Regions from separate parts of the Mus musculus genome. Here regions 1, 2 and 3 are each linked to region 4. The links are chromatin contacts, called in public Hi-C, HiChIP or PLAC-seq and promoter capture Hi-C maps. All regions are on one chromosome and are shown on one strand. The core of a region is the stretch at or near the end of the contact, and the rest is flanking DNA. Distances in the headings are between cores, read along the strand shown.

Evidence for each region. Promoter capture Hi-C pulls out the DNA fragments that hold promoters and counts their contacts. Hi-C and Micro-C count contacts between places; a contact is called where the count stands out from the background. HiChIP or PLAC-seq counts read pairs in DNA pulled down with a chosen protein or histone mark.
Region 1: a contact with region 4 is called in a promoter capture Hi-C map of stem cell-derived epiblast-like cells, with 4 times the contacts expected there. The contact joins the promoter of 5430403N17Rik here to the promoter of Trmt9b in region 4. A contact is called at or near these places in 4 of 39 promoter capture datasets (the C10 cell line, liver, pre-B cells and 1 more), 1 of 484 Hi-C or Micro-C datasets (cortical neurons) and 1 of 9 other capture datasets (embryonic stem cells).
Region 2: a Hi-C map of cerebellum shows a contact between it and region 4, with 2.5 times the contacts expected there. The contact joins the enhancer-like site here to the promoter of Trmt9b in region 4. A contact is called at or near these places in 1 of 39 promoter capture datasets (the C10 cell line), 1 of 484 Hi-C or Micro-C datasets (cerebellum), 2 of 115 datasets of contacts at active chromatin or transcription factors (craniofacial prominence and embryonic stem cells) and 2 of 9 other capture datasets (adipose tissue and embryonic stem cells).
Region 3: a contact with region 4 is called in an H3K4me3 HiChIP or PLAC-seq map of embryonic stem cells, with 4 times the contacts expected there. The contact joins the promoter of Cldn23 here to the promoter of Trmt9b in region 4. A contact is called at or near these places in 2 of 39 promoter capture datasets (the 3T3-L1 cell line and embryonic stem cells), 2 of 115 datasets of contacts at active chromatin or transcription factors (both in embryonic stem cells) and 1 of 9 other capture datasets (liver).

What each region holds. Positions count from the first base shown.
Region 1 is chr8:35,881,683-35,884,382 of GRCm38.p6, forward strand. It overlaps 5430403N17Rik (RIKEN cDNA 5430403N17 gene), which reads right to left and starts at 1,275. Exons shown (of 3, transcript NR_046181.1): 1 at 1,171-1,275.
Region 2 is chr8:35,922,935-35,925,634 of GRCm38.p6, forward strand. No RefSeq gene overlaps it. Among named protein-coding and RNA genes, the nearest start is that of 5430403N17Rik, 41 kb to the left of the region's middle. Within about 2 kb of position 1,442, at least 5 of the 459 cell types and tissues checked have an H3K27ac peak or open chromatin away from gene starts, as enhancers often do. A contact at or near this core is called in cerebellum, where this site is marked.
Region 3 is chr8:35,825,243-35,827,942 of GRCm38.p6, forward strand. It overlaps Cldn23 (claudin 23), which reads right to left and starts at 1,317. Exons shown (of 1, transcript NM_027998.4): 1 at 1-1,317. The coding sequence starts at 1,090. The coding sequence ends at 200.
Region 4 is chr8:36,456,655-36,459,354 of GRCm38.p6, forward strand. It overlaps Trmt9b (tRNA methyltransferase 9B), which reads left to right and starts at 1,432. Exons shown (of 5, transcript NM_176952.5): 1 at 1,432-1,729.

The sequences.
Region 1 (2,700 bases), core at 25-2,524, 580 kb before region 4:
GACATTGGTTTTGTCTACATATTGTGGGGGTGGGGAGAGAGGGAAGTTTCACTTGAGTATCATTTGGGGAGGAGGTGATATCAGATGTAGTGGCATTGCCTCATGGAACTTTCTCCACCTCACTGGAACCAGCACGGTGTGAATGGCCACCCATTAAAAGCTAGAGGAGGGACTGACCCCAGAGTGGAACTGTAAGGGAATCAGACCAGCACTGCCACACCCTCTCCTATTCCCCCAGGAAGATGTGGGAGGAAAAACCTGAACACAAAGGGTTGTGTGCACATCTGGGAGTTGGAAGGATGCTGGCTAGAGGCGGGGTGGAAGGAAGGTGAGGCAGCTGTGACTCACTCTGAAAGAATGGGGGTGTTGGAGCTTATACATTGTCAAGGACTAGAAAACGAACTCAGATGACCTTAGATTTAGCTAATGGGAACATTGATTTCCTTTATGAAATTCAGCCAAATACATTTAACTTCTACTTCAACATTGCCAGCAAGTATTTTTCAGTTCTTATCGTAAAGTCCGTTTTTCTTCCCCACTGGGTCACTGTTTGATTTCATACCCTAGGACATATTTTACATACCAAAGCAGACCTGGTGTCCATGTTCTCCCAGCATCCCTCAGTCCCTACATGGCATGCCCTGCTCCCAACCCGGAACTTTTCAGCCCAGTGACTGGGCTGCCCTTCTGTCAGAGGCTCTTCCCTATGTAATCCAGACATTTTGGTCTCTCCTTTCTCTCCTTCTCTTTCTCTGAGTTTTCTCTTCCCCCTCTGCTCTCTTTCCCTTTCCATGGTGACTTTTATGGCCTCAGTCATTGGGGCCAGTGAACACACCTGACAGCAGCTTTGCAATAAACCTGTGTTTGTGTATATATATATATATACACACACACACATCTAAATCTGACTTTAATTGGCTAATTTCACCAAAGGAGAAATAGCATGTCACTCGCCTTTGGAGTTTTTTAGCTGCCCCTTTAAAAAAACTTCATCCAGTGATAATGTCTTAATTCAACAAGGTACCCAGCTGTTAATTATACTGCTCATAAACATGTCTTCCTTTCCTTTTCAGAGAAATGAAGGGAAAATGATGACCATCCTCCTTCTAGAGTCAGCCTTATAGCACAGCTGTGTGCATTCCCCCTCGGGCCACCTGCCCCCAGGCTTACCTGTCCACCCAGCATTCAGCGAAGCCCAGTGTTACCATTGTCAGCAGCAGAAAGTTGGAAGAACTAACTCAGTTAACAACACAAAGGGAAAGCAGATTCTTTGTTAGCTCTCCTGGCTGTGTTGCATCATAATTACAGTTTTATGCAGCCTCCGAATTCTTTTTATTCCCCTTAGGCGACGACGGCGTGGAAAGCAAACGTTTCTTTCTTTTTTCTTTTCTTTTTTTTTTTTTTTTAATGTTTCAGTGTTAATACGTGTACAGACCCTGTGAGCTGACAATTATTAGCAAATAAAGAATAGTTTATTATCTAACCTAGTTATTGTGGTCATATTTCATATCACAACAGGACAGTTTCACTGTCCTTCTTCCAAGGAGGCTGTAGGGGAAAAAAAAAACCCACATCTCGGTAGTTTGAGAGATGGGATGCAGTGAGCGTCCCTGGCTGCCTGCCATTTCCCTTCTCCTGCTCCCATCCACCCCCCACCCTAATGAATATTCAGCCTGCATCCTTCCACCGGGAGCCTGAATTGGATGCTTCCTGTTTTTCTTACCAAAGATTGACTGTTGTCCTGGGGGAAAGGGATTGTTTATGAGGATTTGCAGCTGGGAAGTCCTGTTTGTTTATTTATTTATTTATTTTAAAATTATGATCCTGACCCTGGAGACAACATATATTTCATAGTTTCCAGTAGTGCCTTGTGTGTTTGGACAGGTTGGTTACTGCTGTCTGCGCCTCCTTTTGTCATGGTGAGCAATTCAAAGGCAGGCAATGGCACTTATTAATTCCTTTCTTTAGGGTGCCTACCACAATGCTCAGATCAAAACAGAAGCTAAGTCAAATTTGTTAGATGAATAGGCATTCCTAAATCTTCTAGAAAGAGGCAATCTTAATCATCCAGCCATAAGGCTAAGAAAAGGGGAAGGTGAGATAATACTCGTGTGTGTGTGTGTGTGTGTGTGTGTGTGTGTGTGTGTGTGTGTGTGTCTGTGTGTCTCTGTGTGTGTGTGTGTGTCTGTGTGTGTGTGTGTCTCTGTGTGTGTGTGTGTGTCTGTGTGTGTGTGTTCTTTTCTTTCTGGCAAAGCTTTGAATACAATGGCATACTACAGGGGTTCAGTTTTTTTGTGTGTTTGTTTTCCTTTCAACAGTGGGTTTTTCCATACTTCGCCTGGTGTTTCTTACAGGTGTGCTTTGCTGCATGGTAAGTCTGTGGATAACAAGCTGCATGGTTTGTTGTGTGGTTGGCAAATTATTAGCGGATGTTAGGTACACCCTTGCTCCTTGTTACGGGGTAGCCTGGGACATTATAGAAAGTTGACAATCCAGTGATGGTTTGGTTGTTTTACAGAACTTATGGGTGAAAGCATATTTGAAGGTATGATTCCACTGAAGTCGTTTACAGGCAAGTGAGCACGGGCTATTTAAGACAGATAGCCTTTTAGTGGATGATTTAGACTTCTTCGGAGGGAAGGTCTGGAGGCCTTTCAGAGCTGAAAGATCCTGGAGTCGGCTGAGCTGTTAAGGATGGTG
Region 2 (2,700 bases), core at 192-2,691, 530 kb before region 4:
TATCTCACTATGCATGCTGGGTAGATCTAAACTTGTGATCTCCATGTCTCAGCCTCTAGAGTGTGTGCCGTCCTACTTGGCCCGAATTGCAGTAGATACATAAAACAATTCATTCTCAGAGCCAGGAATGGAGGCCCATGCCTGTATCGCTCCCAGAACTCTGGAGGTTGATGCAGTAGGATTTCAAGGTCATCCTGACCTGCATAGCAATACTTTGTGCCAAAAATTAAAATAAAATTAAATAAACAAGAAAATAAAAGTGAAAGTGATTAGCAAAGGCTTTGGCTTTGGCTTCACCTCTCAAGCACTCCAGAGCACAGAGGTAATGCCCCAGGATAGTTGCTGCCAGGAGCATGCATATTCCTTTAAGTCTGTTTGCTGACTATATTGCTGATCTACAGAAGGCAGGGACTTTCTTTTTATGGAAGATCTGATTCTACAGTGTTCAACACAAAAGGCCACGGGGCAAGAGAGAGATAAATAGTCTCCCTAGGGCTCAGAGCTAAGATTTTCCTGGGGCGCTTAAGCCAAGAAGAGTTGAGTTCTGGGTGGATGGATTTATGACTTTCTGCTTTCTGTCATTTGGAAAGTCGCTCCTTCAAGCCCTACACTTCTGGTCTGCTCCCAAGTGCCACCAAGGGCTCCGACCTCCTAGTCAGCCAGCCAGTGGACCCCTCAGAATCCAAAACCCTATTGCGCTAATACATGGAACGCCAGTCGCTATGTAAAACAGAAGAGTCTGGAAAGGACAGCTGTGCCATTTGTGGAAAAAGAAAGGCTACCTGTGATAGTGAAAGGGGAGTTTGTAGCGAATAGTCCTGTGACTTAGGGTTTTGAAAGTCATCCACAGGATTCTTTTTTTTTTTAAGGTTTATTTATTATTATACATAACTACACTGTAGCTGTCTTCAAACATACCAGAAGAGGGAGTCAGATCTCACTATGGGTGGTTGTGAGCCACCATGTGGTTGCTGGATTTGAACTCATGACCTTTGGAAGAGCAGTCAGCGCTCTTACCCGCTGAGCCATCTCTCCAGCCCCACAGGATTCTTTATCAAGGAGAAAAACATATGACCCCCCTCAATAAAAGAAGAAAAGCACCAACAAAATTCATGGATCATCTGTGACAAACCAGGAGTAAAAGGCACTTCCATCAATCTGTGAGAAAATATGCTGCTGACATCATTCTAAGGCTCTGAGCATCTTCTCTGATGCCCAGTGGTACTGATGGGACACAGCGGGAAGAGGAGGATGACACAGGCCAATCAGGGTCCCCCCAGGAGACTACTTCCTATGCAGCAAAACCCAAGAAGTTCCCAAATGCCTGGCCATCTGGTCCCTGGTCACTGGGGGCAGGACTGCCAGGACATTTTTCTTTCTCTGAGCTGGTACTGGGGTTGATTTCCTTGCTCAGAGGTTTGAAAGGGGTGGGGGTTGTTTATGATCTGATGCATTCTGCACACTGCCCTCTCTCTGCTTGGATTCCCATTTTAGGGACTGTTTACCCAGTTAGAATCCTGCCAGCGGATTTGTTTTTGTAAGAGACTCTGAATCAATGGCATCTTTGGTGTGTTTTGGTTACCTCTTGTCTAGGCGGCATTTTGCCTTTTCATTAATTAGAGGATCCTTGGAGACGAGTGGAAAAAATAAAATCAGCTCTCTGGGGTGCTTCAAATTGTGTCACTGATGGTAAGAATATTTGGGAACTATGCAGGGCTAGCATGTTCCCTGGCTACCCTCTCCTAGAGGAGAGACTATAATCAGGAGGTTTGGGGTGTTTAAACTCTGCAGAGAATGAAGCAGAGAAGTATTTGTTCTGTTAAACTCGATTACTTTCAAAAGATCTTCATCAACAGGCTTCTCTTTCTATGGTTTTAAAACAGGTTGAGCATTACTACTTTAAAATCTAAAACCCTTGGAGTACCAAGATGATGCTTACAAGTGACACCACAAAGTCATCTGACTTACTATATAGGGTTGACTTTGGGCTATGTGTGTAAGGGGGAGGTTTAGGAGACATAATTGAATTTCAACTTTGGATCCCACACCTTTTGAGGTAGCTCAGTATGTCTATGTAAATACATCAACATCCAAAACCCAAAATCCCTTCTGGTCCTAAGCATCCTGGTTATGAGATACACAGTTTCTCCTCTCCTTCTGATTTCCCCAGCAAGGGTGATGGCTGTATCGTGTCCCCACATGGCAGGGCAAGAACCTGGAAGTTTGCTTTCTCAATCTTCCTGGGCTTCCACTCATGGTGATGGTCATCAGGGCCTATAGGAGGACTTTCCTTTATCTATTCTCTTCAGTGCCAGAAATACTTCCCAGGCTGAGGCGTTTATTGCTTCTTGCTTAGAGCATTGCTGTTGATCTTAACTGCCTTCCCTATTTGTAGCCTCTGCTTTCTACTTTTAGTTGGGTCTCTCCATTGTATCAAGAACATTGGTCCATCTAAGAACAAAGATCTTGTGACTCGCTTTCTGCCATATAGGGAGAGCTATACTTGTCTTCCTCTCCACTCACTTCATGTTTCCTGAAGGACAAGGATATTTCTCTTATCTTTGTAAGCCTCTCTGTATTCTTACAATATTTAGCACTTAGCAGTCATTGATCAAGACTTTTGTTGGCTTTTATCTAACTCTCCCTGTGATCACTCTAGTTATACTCTGTAAGGTCTTGCCTGGACTGCACTGGTAACGG
Region 3 (2,700 bases), core at 67-2,566, 630 kb before region 4:
GACCTGGTCCCTCTGGAGAGAAAAGTAAAACTCCTTAAAAGATAAATGAACCCAACCTAGTATTTGGAGAGGAGTTTGGCCCTAGAAAAGGAAGGCTTGCCCTCCAGTTAGAGGAAGGCGACCAGGGTTCTAGTTGCAGATGTACTGGCAGAAGTTCAAGTCACCCTCAGACTCCAGGCAGAGCTCAGGTGAACCCTGTCTACAGGTCGGAGTCACAGGGCAGCGAATTTTGGCAGGGCCGAGTGCTGCGAGAGGAGGAACCACCTTGGGAGGTGGCTGTCTTCTTTTCTTCTCCCTCAAGCACATCCATCGGGTTGGTGTAGGACTTGGGTGGCGGTCGTGGCATCGGGAATCCAACCTTGAGCTTGCTGGTGTCCCTGTGCTCTGCGGTGGGAGGAGGCCGATGCTGTCCGTCGCTGTAGTACTTGATGGCAGGTGTGAGCGCTGGTTCCGGCCAGTCCACGTAGACGGTGCTGATGCTGCTGCGGCGCGGGCCTGCTGGGGGCGCCTTGCGACAGCGGCGACAACGCTCTTCACACCAGGGCGCAAAGCTGAGCGCCAGAGAGAAGCCGCCCAGAAGCAGCAGGCAGCTGCCTAGGTAGCCCAGCACCAGGCTGTAGCTGACCTGCACCGTGACCGGCGAGCTCGGGGCGGCCAGGACGTCGGGATCTGACAAGAAGTGGTTATACCAGGAGACCGGGATGAGGCTGAAGAGGCCAGCGACGAAAAACACCACGCCAGAGAGGCCCGCTAGCCCGTAGTGGGGCTCATCTTGCCAACAGCGCACACCGAGGGAAGCCAGCAGCAGCCCTAGGGCGGTAGTGGCCAGTGACGTGATCATGAGTCCCCGGGCCACCTGCACAGGCTGGGTCTGGAAGTAGTTCCACTCGTCGGGCTGGCCGCACTCGCGTTCGCGACTGCTCTGCTCGCGACATATGTCCCACAGCCCCTGGTACAGCACCACGTCCACTGGCTGGTCCAGAAAGCCCTTCACCAGCCGCCAGCCCGGGGCCAGTGTACTGACAAGATTAAGCAGCAACCCGCAGGGCGTGAGCACCATGCCCAGCGTCATCACCACCGGCGTCCGCATCCTGCGTAGCCTCTTGGGTCCCTAGCAGCTGTGGCTGCTCCGCTGCGCACCCTGTCCTCGAATCTGCGAGGTTGCCGGGCTGGGTAGCAGCGATGCTCGCTGCGCTCTCTGGGCGCTCTTTGTCTCTCGCGCGGAACTGTCCCCACTGAGCCTCTCACACCAAGTCCCCTCCTCTCTCGCGTCCCAACCGCTCCGCCCTCTCGCCCAGCCGCTGTCCCTAATCGAAACCAGCTCCGAGTCCGGTCAGACCGAAACCGCGCGCCCAGGTGCGGCCCCCAAGGCCAAACCCTACCGGGTGGGAGGGGCGGGAGCGCCAGGGCCACTTGGCAAGGAGGCGACCTCGGACTCTGAGGACCCGGACACCCCACCCTAGCCCAGCCGCTCCTCCTAGCCCGGCCACTCCTCCCAGCCCGCCCGGATGGTTTAGGGCTCGAGCAAAGGTCGCCCCGCCCTCGCTCTCTCGCACTGCCTGCGCGCTTGTAGGCGGGACAAAGGGGGCGGGCCGCTAGTGTCGTCTCACCTGTCGCCTAGCTACACCTTCCCCTCTTCCCTTTCCTTCTCAGGTCCGGTCAGAAAGCAAAGCGTCCCTACACTGCCTCCAATTCTCCCCAACTCTGCCCGTGGGCCCTGCCAACACAAGTCTCTTTTCACTCCCAGCTGGTGACCAGCATCCCTCGAAAGTTTTGCGCTGCCATCTGCAGCCACGTAGGGCACAGTGGTGCGCTCAGGATGCACGGGACCTGTGTGCACCACGGTTTCCAGGCTCAGGGTGTATCCAAACAGTTGCATTATGGAAACTTTGCTAGACTTGCTTAATAAAGTCTCCACGCTCTGCCTGAAGTTTAACTCATATGAAAGGGAGAGTATTTCTGGGTTGAAGAGTTGCGAAAGAGTTTTCTCTTCAGTCTTGTAAAGTCCTGCAGTGACTTATGTGTGTGTGTTGGGGGGTGGGGGTGGCACCCTTCTCAGAGGAGAATGAGGGAAGGAACTAAATGGGGGTACTGGGAGGAGAAGGGGAGCTGTTTGGGATGTAAAGTGAATACATTTAAAAATTAATAACAAACCGTTTTTTTTTCAAGTGGATAAGAGGCTGACTCGATTTTCCCGTTCAGAACTTGGCGGGCCTATGATGTATTGGAGAAACCCAGAGGTTCTGCGAGGATGGAATATAATTGGTTATTATCCAAAGAATGTCAATTAGCTTTTTTTATTTTCATGGAAAAGGGCAAATTTGTAACCAATGAAATATAATTAGAAGGAGCACGATATTCACCTTGATTGGTTAAAAACGACAGCTTGAAAATCTGCATCGGCAAAGGCAGGAGCCAGTGATCCCTGATGTCACTGGTTTAGTGTGCAGCCTTTAATTAGCCAATTTGACAGAATACAATGTTTACAATCCACGTGCTTAGGTTTCTTTTTTAAAAGGTTTTTATAATGAGCGTATAATTACCCACAATAACGTAATATGTTTTGCTCATTGAATACCACCTACTTTGGCACTGCCTGTCAAACTCATCTTAACATTCCTGTTGGTCTAGGTATGAGCTGTTCACATTCTCCTTAAATACCTTTACATATTTAGAACATATTCACTTTATATTGGGCGA
Region 4 (2,700 bases), core at 182-2,681:
CGAATGTCATGTGTATCATTACTGACATCTTCATACTATTTCCTTTTTCATTTCTTTAACATTTTATTTATTACTCCATGTGTGTGTGTGTGTCTGTGTGTGTTTATGTGGTTGGCTTTATCACCTGCCACTCCTGCGTCCCATCCTTTTTCCTTGGGTCCTGGCGCTCCTCTGTCACCTCTCCCCTACTTCCTAGCCTGTGCAACAACCCTAAGGGTTCTGTCCCGTCTCCTTTGGCCACTGGCCGCTAACATCTTTATTGATCGATCAGAAACCACATGTGTGCCTCAGCACCTGCAGAGGTTTCTACAGAGGACTAGGAGATGGTTATTTTGTTATTTGTGACATTGCAATAGAAATCCAAACAGAAGTTCTCCCTGGGCCACCCCAGTAGCCTGAGTACTAGAACACTATCCCTGAATTAAACTAATCTCCAGCAGTCCTCCTTGTGGCGTTTTAAATGCACATTGTCTTTGTGAGACCTTAAGATGAGTCCTTACCAACACTTATAACAGGACAGAAACTCAACAACATCAGGGTCTTATCCAAAAGCCAGCAAAGCATTACTGAATGTATTGGGCTCCGACTCCGGGGAACATGTATTTAAAAAAAAAAAAAAAAAGTACAAAGAACCCTGCCTGTAACTGTGTTGTTTACGAATAGGGGTTGAAGGTTACCAGCTAAGACACTGAAAGCAATTAACACTATTATTGCAAAAACAATGATCTATATCCATTTTGGGTGATCGCTTCTATATCCCACCCTGCACTGTTGTGATATACGCGGCTTTTGACCCGCTCGTTTTAGCAAAACATTCAAAAGATTGAGCAAGCGTGCCTGTGCGGTGACAGGCTGGACTTGATTCCTCCAATCCTGAGTCAGCCCACGTGCCCAGATACCCGGTAGGGATTTTTCCTTTACAGTAGGTTGCGGTCAGGATCAAAGGGGAAGAGTTGGGCTCAGGGTCACGTGGTGTCACCACAGGTACTGAGCTGCGCTTAAGGCCCGCCAGGTGTACCCGCCCAGTGGCGTCTCTCCCACTTAGGACCCTTCACCCCACCAGACACTGGAGGTGGGAGACAGGAAGGTCATCCTGAGCCCAGCCTCTGGCGCGTCCGGGCGCGGCGATCGCAGGGGACAGACAGAGCAGCCACACGGCTTGGGCTACGCCGCGCGCCCGCGCCGCGCCGAGCCGACTCGGAGGCGCCGCGGGCTTGCGGTTGTAGCCTGGGGAGAGGTGAGGGCGGGCCCAGGCGGTGGGGACTCCGCTGGGTGGGGGTCGTGGGAAGTCGCAGCTGTCACTCTGGCGCCCAAGCGGTGCAGCTCGGCAGGAGGTCCCCACCGGAGCCTGAATGCGCGCGGCCTCGCGGCTGCATTCCAACTTCTCTACGGAGCCGCGCTCTAGCCCGGGCGCGCGCTTCCGTCCCGCGCGTACTCCCAAAAACCCTTCCCCGCCCCCTGTCCCTCTCTCTAGTCCTCTCCCTTTCATTCTCACGCTCCTAGGCCGACCCGTGGAAGTTGCATCCTGGATAGCCCGGGCTGCGCTACTGAAGAGCTCCGAGCTAGAGCTCGGCCGAGCCTCCCGCCCGGATCCCGGGCAAAGACCGCCCAAAACCTGGTGCTGACCTTCGTCTGCACCGCTCTATGGTGACCCGAATCTCCGCTGCCCGAGTTGCAGCGGCTGTGCACCCCAAGGACTGCCAGAGCGCCCGGGAATCTGCAAGCCTGGGTGAGTTCCTGGTCTTTCTCGGCCATCCTTGTTAATGGTGGGAGAACCTGTTTACCCTGCAAACTTGAGATGTGACCAAAGCAGAGCAGCATGCCTTGCAGGACGTTTTTCAGATGGCAGGGAGGATAAATAGGCTCTCGGAGTCCAAGGCGACAAGCTCAGAAGTATAAAGGTGAAGTTGTATTTTTGTTTCTGGTCGCACGTGTATCTTTCCCTTTAAAAGCCGTGACTTGGGAAATGGTTTTCTACCCAGCAGGAGGCGGGAACTAAGATAACTCAGCAGCCTGAAAGTTTCCAAAGCTGAGAATGAAAATACAGTTTATTGGAAGGAAAGTCAAAACAGGATGGTGGGATCTATACAATGATACGTGCCTCCTGTGTGCGCCTGTTAGAATTAACTTGAGCTCTTTGTCAGAAATAACATATAAAAAGAGACAAAGATGCAAACAACTCCGAGCCCGGCCTTTCTTTATGTATTAGTTGGTGTGCATGAAATCTTTAAAATGCACCTAGGAAATTTCATGCAGGAAAAGACTATATCCGTCTAGCTTGGAAATTAAGGTTATTCCTAATACACCAGTAAAGGGCATTTAACACTCCCCCTCCCCAGCCCCCAGATAAAAGCACTGTTATTCCTATAGCCCGTTAAGGTATCTATTCTTTCTGCTTCCTGGGGGGGGGTGATTAATTTGTATTGAAATTTAGTGAAGGGAAAGTTGTTGGATTTTTCAGAGATCAAGAAGCCTGCTACAGCCGTGTAAACAGCTCTGGTGATGTGATCCATCAGTGACCTAGGGACACTTGGGGTGGGTCTCTGGAGATAAAGATCTCTGGGGAGGAATGTCCAGGAGCCACTGGCTGGCTGTGTGTGGTGCATTTAAAAGGAGACTGTGACAAGTTGCAAAGCATCCAATCACTAAGGAAACCATTGCAAAGAACTGCTGCTTTGTTGATGGCCACGTCTGAAAAGA